Regions from separate parts of the Sus scrofa genome. Here regions 2 and 3 are each linked to region 1. Evidence: chromatin contacts called from public Hi-C and HiChIP or PLAC-seq data. All regions are on one chromosome and are shown on one strand. Each heading gives the region's core, a stretch centred on a gene start, on an enhancer-like site or on the middle of the called end of the contact. The rest is flanking DNA. Distances are from core to core; before and after follow the strand shown.

Region 1 (3,660 bases), core at 387-2,886:
AGAAAACCAGGGCAGATGGTTGCGATGAGGAGTATGTGGGAAGAGCAGGTTGCTCTCGCTCCAGGGTGGACCAGTTCAGCGGAAGCAGCAGCTGCCCCTGTGTGTGAGCCCAACCCCTGGACGAAGCACCTTTCCTCTGGCAGCCCTTTGAATGTGTAAGACCACGCCCTATGGAGGCGATATTCTTGTTGTACAGAGACGGCCTTATTCCTCCAGTCCTTACAATTTGTAAATGGAGAAGCTGTGTTTTAACTCAGGTTCTGATTCTAAAGTCCCTCTCTTGTCCTCTTGTATCCAGCTCTCGGACATGGCTGTGTCCACGTGTGCCCCCTTGATGATGGGTACGCCAGGCCATCTCGGGCCCCATGGGAGCAGAGTCAGACCTTGTTCTGAGCAGAGGCAGAATGCCCAGCCTCCCCACTGTCCCCCTGTTAGTTGGGGATCGAAGCTACGTTGCCTGCGCTCCACCTAAAGATGGGGCCTTGGCTGGTATCGGTCCTCTTTCCCTGGGGCGCAGGGTGGGACTGGAGGCTGATGCCCTGCTGCCATCTTCATTTCCCCTTGTCTCTACTGACCTTCACCATGAAGCAGGGACTGGGGGTTGGTCTGTTTCTTGAAAATGCCAATTAGAATAGGGTATAAATGGAATTCCCGTTGTGGCTCAGCAGTCATGCACCTGACTAGTATCCATGAGGATGCAGGTTCCATCCCTGGCCTTGCTCAGTGGTTAAAGATCCGGCATTGCCATGAGCTGTGGTGGAGGTTGCAAGATGCGGCTTGGATCATCTGTGGCTGTGGCTGTGGCTGGCATCTGCTGCTCTGACTCGACCCCTAGCCTGGGAACTACCATATGCTGCAGGTGCGGCCCTAGAAAGACCAAAAAATAAAATAAAATAATAAAATAAAAAGGGTATTAGGAGATGCCCCTGTGGCACACTGGGTTAACGATTTGGTGTTGTTTCTGTGGTGGCTTGGGTTGCTGCTGAGGCGCAGGTTCCATCCCTAGCACTGCCACAGCTGCAACTCGGTTTTGATTCCTGGCCTGGGAACTTCCACATGCTGCTGACATGGCTGAAAAAGAAAGGAAGAAAAGTGCGGGGCGGTATTAAAGAATGATAGAGGTGTATATAAACATTTTGTTTTAAAATACGTATACATTGTTTTAAGACTCTTTGGATGTAAAAGGCTCTTTGGGTAGAAGACACAAACTGGAGTTCTACAAAGTTTTTCTTTCTTTTTTTTTTTTTGTAATCAGAACTTTAATGCATATCTATGGGTTCTGTTTCCTAGCTAAAAGCCAGATTTGAGAAATGCTGGATGTTTAAAGATTTTTCCTAATCTTCCAGCATTATCATGTCCACGCCCCCCTGCTTTTTTTTTTGTTGTTGTTGCAACTCACCCTTATGGAGTCTTTCCAAAGCAGTTAACCTAGTTTTCCTAGCAATAATAACTCCTGTTTCACACTTGTTTCATCAGCTCACGTACTTTTAAATTAAATTATGTAATTAGAGTAACAGATAAAATTGCCACAAAAGGGTTTGGGAACAAATGTGACTGCTTCTTGGTGACGTCTGAGCCAGCTGTGGGAGTGTCCTGTGTCCTGAGGACACAGCAGGGGGGGCCCTGAGTCTACTGAGCCCAGCAAGCTCAGGCCAGTTACCAGTGCCTACCGTGTGAACCATATCCCTCTCATCATTCAGCCCCAGGAGAAGCCTCATGCCAATCCATTCATGAGAAGTGACTGATTTAGGGTTTGGCCTGGTTGGTTAGACAAGCTTTGACAGGCCAGCACCCTAAAAGAAGGCCAGATTCAAAACATTTCAAAACATTGAAAACACACAGAACTTTTTTTCCCCCTGTGGGAAAACAGGACCATCCTGCCTGTTTTCATGTACAAACAGGTTGATTTACTTCCCTGAATCAGGATCGTAGAGAAACATGGCTTCTGCTTCTTCCGCCATTGAAAACTGCCTTTCTTAGAAGCTGGGCCAAGCCAGAACTTAAATTTTAACTTCTGTTCTGGTGCCACCAAGTGGTTAGTTTTGAGATAACACTCTGGAGGAGATGACAAACACATGATTAAAAAACAAACACACAATCAGGGAGTTCCCATTGTGGCGCAGTGGAAACAAGCCTGACTGGTATCCATGAGGACACAGGTTCAATGCCTGGCCTCGATCAGTGGGTTAAGGATCCGGCATTGCCGTGAGCTGTGGTGTAGCTCGCAGAAGCAGATCAGATCCCCTATGGCTATGGCTGTGGTGTAGGCCAGCAGCTGTAGCTCCGATTTGACCACTAGCCTGGGAATTTCCATATGCTGCAAGGGTACAGCCCTGAAAAAGCAAGAACAAAATAAAATCGGGGGATTGGCAGAGCACAGAGAATTTTTAGGGCAACAAAATTACTCTGAAGGATATATGTCATTTTCCAAACCCATCCTGTAAACTATGGACTTTAGGGGATAATGATGTTCCTTGCCTTGCAGGTTCATTGATGATAGTGAAAGTACCTCAGTGGTGGGGGTTTTGATGATGGGGCAGCTAATGCAGATGTGGGGGCAGGAGGTGTGTAGATCTCTGTCTTAATTTTGCTGTGAACTTATAACCGCTTTAAAAAATAAAGCCTATTTTGGAGTTCCTGTCATGGCTCAGTGGTTAACGAATCTGACTAGGAACCCTGAGGTTGTGGGTTCGATCTCTGGCCTTGCTCAGGGGGTTAAGGATCTGGTGTTGCCGTGAGCTGTGGTGTAGGTCGCAGACATGGCTCGGATCCCATGTTGCTGTGGCTCTGGTATAGGCCAGTGGCTACAGCTCCGATTGGACCCCTAGCCTGGGAACCTCCATATGCCATGGGAGTGGCCCTAAAAAAGGCAAAAAGACAAAATAAATAAATAAATAAATAAAATAAAGCCTATCTTAAAACATCTTCCACTCCACATTACATTTTCCCTTTTAGCTACTGGTGTTGCAGGTCAGGGCCAGGTAAGTAGTGACATCATCTAGGGAAGCTGGCCAACTTCTCAAGCCTGGACAGCAACCCCTCCGTGAAGTCCCCATGTTTCAGTGTCTGGGGTCCTGAGCTTCGTATGTCCCAGAAACCCTTTATATTTCTTCAGTGTATCCAGACATTTGCAATTTCCCAGGGGCATGTCACGCTTACCAAACTGACAAAAGATTTGGCAATAAGTTAGAATGCCAGCGTGTTATCTACCACAAGAAATGTGTAGGTAGTGGCCGAAAAGTTGAGCACTTCCTTTCTCACCCTGTAGGACATTTTTTATTTTTATTGTTTAAAGATTTTTATTGTTTCTATTATAGCTGAATGTAGGACATTTAGATGGGAAGACAAATTGTAGGTTGCTTGGTGCAATCGCAGGGGGTGGGGGGTGTTGTAGAGAGAGTAAGGGGTGTCAGACTATTTATCTCAAAGGTTAGTATCAGGAAGCTGAGGCTGCCTTTTTTTTTTTTTTTTTGGCTGTACCCTTAGCATGTGGAAGTTTCTGGGCCAGGGATTGAACCCAAGCCATAGCAGTGTCATCGCTGGATCCTTAACCACTAGGCCACCAGGGAACTCCCAGGCTGAGGCCGTCTTGACCACTGTAGGTCTGTACCTGACTCCAAGCTGGGCAGTGAAGAATCCTGGACAGTGCTGGTGGCAGAC
Region 2 (3,660 bases), core at 771-3,270, 120 kb before region 1:
AGAGAGTTGTATCCACATTTTCTCACCTCATTTTCCACCCTCCTTCCCCACTCAACCCTATTCTCCAGTGACTTCACTGTTATGGTCTTTCATCCCCCAAGCCTCCAAATCTCTGCACATGCTGCTTCTTTCTCCACTGGTCAAACTCTCATTCTTTAATGCCTCACTTAAAATATCAGTCCTTTACTTTGGCAGTAAGGAAGCCCACTCCTCTAGTTTTGTGTACAGTGCCTGATGCACGGTAGAACTCTATAAATGTTTACAGAACAAATGGATGAATTAACAGTGCCCATTATTTTGTCTACTCTGACTATATCACAGTTTCAAATAAGGCAAAAACCCAATTAACACATTAAAAAAAGTCTCCAGTATATAAATACATTGTGTGGCACAATTTAATTTAACATGCTAGTTGAATAACATAATTCAGGTGAGTCTACCAATCCAATCTATAATAAAACCCGTCTAACAGAGTCCCTGTCATGATAAATGTTTCAGTTGCTATTCTAAACTTGTTCAGAAAAAATAAATATTAAGTGAAGAAATCACAGACTTAGTATTTATTAATGTCTTTCTGTTGACTCTGGAATATTTTTGATTATAAACAAGCACAGGTACATTTTTATTAATATGTTCATACTATAAAAGTACGGGCAATTTGCTACATTACTACAGATTTTATGGATTTTGACTCAAACAATCCTTTAACCAACTGGAGGGTGAAAAGTAGGTTAAGGAAGTCAACTTCTAATGCAATGAAAATACACCACAAGATTAGTTTCTGATTACCATTAGTTTAACAGCCTACTCAAAAAGCGTCTAGCACCTAATGTGCATTGGGTCTTAACAAGATTCTTACTGTTGCTTAAACACCAAGTCCACACCAACAATATTCTAAAGTTACAATTATATTAAGGGAATTTAACGAAGGCAAAGTTCAAATTACATCCTGGAGCACAACATACTTTTTTTTAAAACAGCTTTCGCTTAGGAAAGAAGTGACTTCAGGGCAAATGTACGCACCTACGTAATACAAAGAGGTCTGCTCAGTTTACGACTCCGAACTGAGAGGTAGATTCAAATTGAAACTTCGGGTATAATGGGCCTGAAGCCATTTTGAGAAATAAGAGAGAAGGAACGGTAGAAGACAAGTCAATCCCGCCCTGAGGAGGGATTCCAACCCGGGATACCAGTGCTCTCATAATTCTTGTAGGTGTGAAAGCTTATGGCCACCGAAAGATTAATTGCGAGAGAGCTCGAATGGGCTGGAAAGTCTAAAAAATGCTTTAATGACAGATACCTTTCCTTACTATGGCTCCTGCGGACGGACCCTAGTCCTTTGCCAAACTCATTACCAGAAGCTTCCACACTATTGTGTAAAACTACGCGCGCTTTATCCCATGGAGGATGATGTTCACTCTGAGAAAAAGGAAATCTTAACTCCTTGGAGAAAAAAGCGTGAGTGCCGCAGAAGCGGGAGAAAAACCTAAAGCCATCTTCGCGTAGTTCGCGTCGGGGTTCCAAGTGGCTTAAACGCCGAGGACACAAAACCGAATTCCAGCCTCTCGTCGGCAACACCAACGTGGGGAAACGGGAGACTTCTCACAATTCAGAGCCCGGAAGGGCACTTCTCTCGCTCAGGCGCGAAGTAGCGGCCTACTCAGCCAGCGGCCAATTACCGTGAGCTATCGGGATCCCGCCGCGCGGTCCTGACTTACCTGCCGGGCTCGCTGCAGCGCATCTTTGAAAGCATCGTTAACTCCTCCACCGCCGCCGCCGCCGCCTCCACCACCAGCTGAGCCAGAGGAGGGTGGAGGTACTGTTGAATAATCTGCCATGCTTACACTACAGTGGCCGCTACCGCTTCTTCGTAGAGACCCCTCTGCCAACTGCTAAGAAAGAAAGAAAATGGCGGCCGTCGAGGCTGTATCACATTCTTGTGCGACCATCGTGCCGTAAAGGGGCGGAGACTGAAAGGAGAAAATCTCGCGGTGTTTTGAGGCTACGAGCTGGTATGGGGGTGGGGCTGGGGAGGGCGAAGGCAGCGAGATGTCGCGAGAATTGTCTTTAGGTTTCGCGAGAATGGGGGTCCTTTAGGCACCTCCTCTTTGTGTTCTTAGGTTGAAGTTGTGCGGTGGTCACACGGGGGCGGTGGGTAAGACTGGCAGTGCGGGCGCCAATGGTTCGAGTTTTGGAAAGCCCGAAGAAAAGGAGTAGTTTCTTATCAGTCGCCGGCTCAGGGAAGTAGTGTGGGTGGGTTTCCCTCCGAGGGTCGTGCAGTGTATCCACGGGGAAGGGATGACGTCGATAGGCGTAACGACAGCGCAACAGTGACTCTTGAGAGCGCTGCCTCCAGAAGTGCACCTGGGAGAATTGGGCGAGCTACGCGGCGCGATGATGCTCCGGAAGACGTCTGCCCGGCCTAGCGGGAACGCGGCGTGATTTTCAGGGTAGTAAAGTGTCCCTGTATTTTACTTGTAGATTGTCAGATTTCTTAGTTTTATCACAAGAGGGGATGAATTCAGGGTGGGGGCCTTAGTTCTGGAGCTTATTTCGAAGGTTTTGTGCAAATAATGTGAGTGAGGCTCTGAGGTTATGATTGCCTTTTTCTTTACCTTACCGTGATTGTTCCTAAAACTCAGTTTTAAACAGGTTTTGTAACCTAGTGTGTGTGTACGTATCCCTGGCCACTTTTACTGAGCTCCTTGAAGTTGAGAACAGCATCCATTTCCTGACCAAAATTGACCATATGGCTTCTTAGAAATAGTTTTCCCCAGCTGCAGCCTGTGAGATTTCAAATATAATGTGTTGTATTGCCGTCCCAGGGCTAGATGATGATGACGATTGTTATTATTTGTATTTTCTGTTATCTACTTCAGTTACTGGGTAATTTCCGACGTTCCTTCAGACCTTCAGCTCATGTCGTAGCATATAATTTAATGGTAGTAGTTTCAGACTCATTAGGATGCTTTAGGAGTCGATCGCAGTGATTTTTTACCCCTAAATTCTTTCCTTTGAGGGGACAAAGAATGAGGTAAAGTGAACTTTACCAAGTAAAGTGTTTTGGGTTTTGTGAATTAGGTTTCAAAGTGTACTTGTCCCATTGCTGGTGATGAGTAGAGAGAACTGTGTGCTGCAGTCTTCTTGATACTTAAAATTACTGGGTTCACTTGCTCAAGGACTAAAATAAGTCAGATAACCAAGCAGTTACATGCACAGAGATACACGTGGGGCATCATTTCCCTCTAATGAGCTTTTCTTACCATCCTATCCATTTATAGCTCTGATTATCTTTTTAATTGTGCATAGCCATCTATTTAGATTTGGGGGAAATTTGTATTTGGGAAAGCAGTGAATTTATTGGACTACAGATTTAAGCATAACTGGTAAAAAAAAAAAAACCAACTAAAAGCAGCATTGGGTGGTATTACTAAATAGTATTTTTTCAATTGTTTTAGTCTGCCCAATAAATGACATTTATTAATTGGTAATTGATTTTTTCATATTTTACTAATTAGACTTATATACAAATGTCTTAATCAACATAGTGTTAACCAGAGAGATAAACTTTAGTTCGTGTATACCACAGTTTTAGTTGTCTCTAAATATTAAAACTAAGTAAAGACCTCCATTTCTAGTTTTTGGTAGATTCTTCTGGAA
Region 3 (3,660 bases), core at 649-3,148, 93 kb before region 1:
TGACAATATTTCTACCTCTCTGAAAATGATTGAATCAGATAAGAATCTACTTTTTAAAAAATTCTCAACATTACCCACCAGAACAATTCAGACTTTTCATAGACAGTAATACCAGTGTTCTTCAATAATGAATATTTAAAGGAACTGTCTTGGAAATTAATTCCAGAATGGATTATCTTTATTATATTTTTACTCTACTCTCGATATTGATCCTTGCAATGGATTCCAACTTGCAATATGCTTTAAAGAAAAAAAGTAGGCATCTTATGGTGATTTTGGATATTAGCATTTTTCCGTAAGGTTTTTCAATTTGAAAGTTTATCTTTTGACATTGAGTATTCCTTGGTGGGACTAAAATTTTTGCTGAATAGCTGACAAACCTCTGTAACTTTTAAGTAGGCTGGATAGATATTATTTATTTTTATACCAAGGTGTTTTGAAAGTAGAGAGTTTTGAGAAAGAGCAAATCCTAGCTGTCAAAATGCACAAAAGTAAACATTATGAAAGAATTGCTGAATCACTAATGTAAAGCTGCTTGGTCTATAGAGTAGGTGTTCTCGAATCTTTAAAGATTAACCTGTGATCATTACCTTTCCACTATACTCTATATGTATATGTATGTTTACTTTTTCTGATAAATGTTCTTTTGTCTTTCAATTTTACAGACAAGATATTTATGTATAATGCTCTGTGCAGTTCTTTTGACATCTTAGTAATTCATCTTTCCAATATCATATTAGAATTGGGAACATTTCTGAAAAGATAATGAAACCAAATAGGAGATAAAAGATGAGTTACAGACATTGAAAATATTTCTTATAAATACCCAACATTTATATTTTAAAAAGCAGGCATCAAAAGAGTACATAAATGATATATGACATAAACTTTGTTATAAAAAAACAAATACAAAACGACAAAAATAACCATGAATAGTTACAGAAAAAAGGGATTAGAAGGAAATATACTAACATTTGGCAGGGTTTACCTAAAACGGTATGATAGGAAAGTTTTTATTTTATTCTTTTTTCTTTCTGTGTTTTCTAAAATCTTAATGAGTAATTATATTTATAATAAGGGAAAATGTGTTTTTCAAGGAAAAATATTTCTCATATTTCTGCCTCATAAATAGCATATCCAGATTTTAAACTGATCTGGTTAAGAGTTTTGACTGTCTGCAACCTGTCTTCTAGCTTTACTGAAGCAGCATAAAAATTCTTATGGTGACCCTAGGAATGGGGAGGGCAGATCTCATTCTGTTTTAGTTGAAGTAACTAAAATTAGGTATGAAGCTTTCACAAGCATTAGTTTGCCTGAACTATTAACTCTTGTATACTACAAAAAAACTAGTTAAGATCATCAGCTACAATCACATTTAAGTCCTTATTTAAAATTTTTGCTTTTGATATTTATAATCTATAGCCTTTTACGATGTGAAATTTCTGGCATTTTTGATTAGCAGACCCTAGGAAGTTTGAAAATGACACAAATTATCGACAGTTTTAAACCATATTTAGTATTGTCTGTCTTACATTTGAATAACTTGAAATTAAAATACCTAAAATAAGTTCAAGGTACTTTTATTGTATAGTAATTTTAACATTGTAATGTTAAGATGCTTAACAGCTGTAATGATTTTTTTGTTGCTTTGTCACCTAGAATGGAATAAATAAATGCTGAAATATTGGTGTCTTAATCCGCTTGGCTTCCTAAAAAGGAAATAAAAATGGTAGAGCCAGAAGGAAAATGAATAGTTAATCGTGGAGGAGGAGAAAACCTAGCCGAGTACTTTGACTAGAGGCAGCTGGGGAAGTGACGTCCGTAGCATTTGCTGTTCTAGAAAGTACAGAGACACGTAGTGAAAATGGGAGGATCTAGAAGGAGGCCGTCTCCCGTGTAGTGTATATTTATCTGTAAGTGAGCTGTTGGGGAAGGAATTAAATACGGAGACGCTGCCTGCTTGCCGCTTTAAGACAGCGAAGCTGAATTGCTGATTTGCTTTAACTTTTAAAATACCCAGCTGGGTTTCTTTTTCTTAGAATCATTGTATTGCTGAGACTGGGGACGCTGTTTTCTGTCACAAAGGGAAATCTAAGTTCATTTCAAGGCATTCGAAATGGGGAAAGACTATTATTGCATTTTGGGAATTGAAAAAGGAGCTTCAGATGAAGATATTAAAAAGGCTTACCGAAAACAAGCCCTCAGATTTCATCCGGACAAGAACAAATCTCCTCAGGCGGAGGAAAAATTTAAAGAGGTCGCAGAAGCTTATGAAGTATTGAGTGATCCTAAAAAGAGAGAAATATATGATCAGTTTGGGGAGGAAGGTAAGTATTCACTGTACATCTTTCTGCCTCCGGCGCTCTCGATCTCTCTCTCTCAGCCTTCTGTTATTAAATTCTCTGACATATCAAAAGTAGAAAGACAAATAATGGATAAAAACAAGATTTCACTTCTAATTATATGAATGAATGTTGCATAGCTATGAATGAAATGTGCTTGTTTGCCCTTTTTCAGATTTTGACATTTTGTGATATATATTGCCATTAGATTTATAATGTTAACATGGTTTATTTGAAAAGAAACCTTACATTCTCATACCCATTAAGAAATTGTGTCAAAAGTCTTATGCAACCTGTTTTGTTTTCTAATGAATATTCTGCCAGAACCAATAGAGATTCTTCCATCGTTTAGAATTTTAACATTGGCAGTTCAAATTCTGAATAGTTTATGTTTTATTCACGAAAACAAAAGAAGTTTTCTGCCTTTCTCATGGCAAAGCTAGTTTAGATTAAACAGGACAGAATCGTCTCTCTGAGAAGCAGAAGGCCCAGGCATTTAGCTGTAGTTGTTTTTGGCATTCTGCCTGGAGAGGAAAGAATTTTCCTGATGTCATAAAATACCAGAACAAGTTTTTAGCTTAATTGTAAACAGTAATTGTGTGCCAAGAAAATGAGATCTCAGAAATACAATTTTTGACCTAAAATGGCCACCTAGTTAGAACGATTATTGATTTACTTTTAGGTAACATTATTTCTTTTGAAATTTTACTATCTAAGTAGAGGAAAGCATGATAACTTCCTTTTCCTCTCTCTGCCACAATTTTTTTTTCTCGCATTGTGGGATCAGAACCTAATTGAATACAGTAAATGGGGAGTAATTTAAGATTATTCTTTTATCATTCTGCATTTTAAATTGTCCATCATCTCCATATAAATGTTAGCTATTAAGTAAGGCTATTTAAAATTGCTAATTAATAACAACCAAGGCATTTTAATTTCTCCATGTTCTCTTTTTGTATTCAGGACTAAGTCATGGTGAATTTTTCTCCCCAAATGTTCTTTTTAAAATTATTGTAGTTGTGAAAACTTTGTGATTTTTGGCTTCCTTTATTGCATTTAATGTTAAATTTTCCTTGTTAGAAATGTATCCTAAAATACAGTGAAGGAGTGTCACTGCTTATTTTGATTTAGAAAATTAAATTTAAATAAGCAGGGTGATGTGTAGAGGATTTTTTTCCCCCTCGTTTTGTTTTTCCCTTTTGATCTGAGTTGCCGCAAGTTGCAGCTTCTGCTGCTGATTTTGGTGAGATGACCTGCAGTGTCAGGTTCTAACAAAGTAAATATTGAAAAAAATCAAATAGTGGGCAATTCAATCCTG

Evidence for each region. A called contact is a pair of places that touch in the nucleus more often than the background predicts. HiChIP or PLAC-seq counts read pairs in DNA pulled down with a chosen protein or histone mark.
Region 2: a contact with region 1 is called in an H3K27ac HiChIP or PLAC-seq map of skeletal muscle. The contact joins the promoter of FUBP1 here to the enhancer-like site in region 1. A contact is called at or near these places in 2 of 5 promoter capture datasets (fetal liver and liver), 16 of 47 Hi-C or Micro-C datasets (adipocytes, brain, embryonic fibroblasts and 8 more) and 2 of 2 datasets of contacts at active chromatin or transcription factors (alveolar macrophages and skeletal muscle).
Region 3: a contact with region 1 is called in a Hi-C map of liver, with 5 times the contacts expected there. The contact joins two enhancer-like sites. A contact is called at or near these places in 18 of 47 Hi-C or Micro-C datasets (adipocytes, embryonic fibroblasts, fetal liver and 9 more) and 1 of 2 datasets of contacts at active chromatin or transcription factors (skeletal muscle).

Annotation. Positions count from the first base shown.
Region 1 is chr6:135,160,832-135,164,491 of Sscrofa11.1, reverse strand. The region is part of intron 3 of GIPC2 (PDZ domain-containing protein GIPC2); the gene reads left to right. Among named protein-coding and RNA genes, the nearest start is that of GIPC2, 55 kb to the left of the region's middle. Within about 2 kb of position 1,636, at least 37 of the 83 cell types and tissues checked have an H3K27ac peak or open chromatin away from gene starts, as enhancers often do. A contact at or near this core is called in alveolar macrophages, fetal liver, fetal skeletal muscle and 6 more, where this site is marked.
Region 2 is chr6:135,279,834-135,283,493 of Sscrofa11.1, reverse strand. FUBP1 (far upstream element-binding protein 1) reads right to left here and starts at 2,020. Exons shown (of 20, transcript XM_021096436.1): 1 at 1,719-2,020. The coding sequence starts at 1,838. DNAJB4 (dnaJ homolog subfamily B member 4) reads left to right here and starts at 2,118. Exons shown (of 3, transcript XM_021096446.1): 1 at 2,118-2,450.
Region 3 is chr6:135,253,674-135,257,333 of Sscrofa11.1, reverse strand. All of the region lies in intron 1 of DNAJB4 (dnaJ homolog subfamily B member 4), which reads left to right. Among named protein-coding and RNA genes, the nearest start is that of DNAJB4, 26 kb to the left of the region's middle. Within about 2 kb of position 1,898, at least 67 of the 83 cell types and tissues checked have an H3K27ac peak or open chromatin away from gene starts, as enhancers often do. A contact at or near this core is called in fetal liver, fetal skeletal muscle, liver and 4 more, where this site is marked.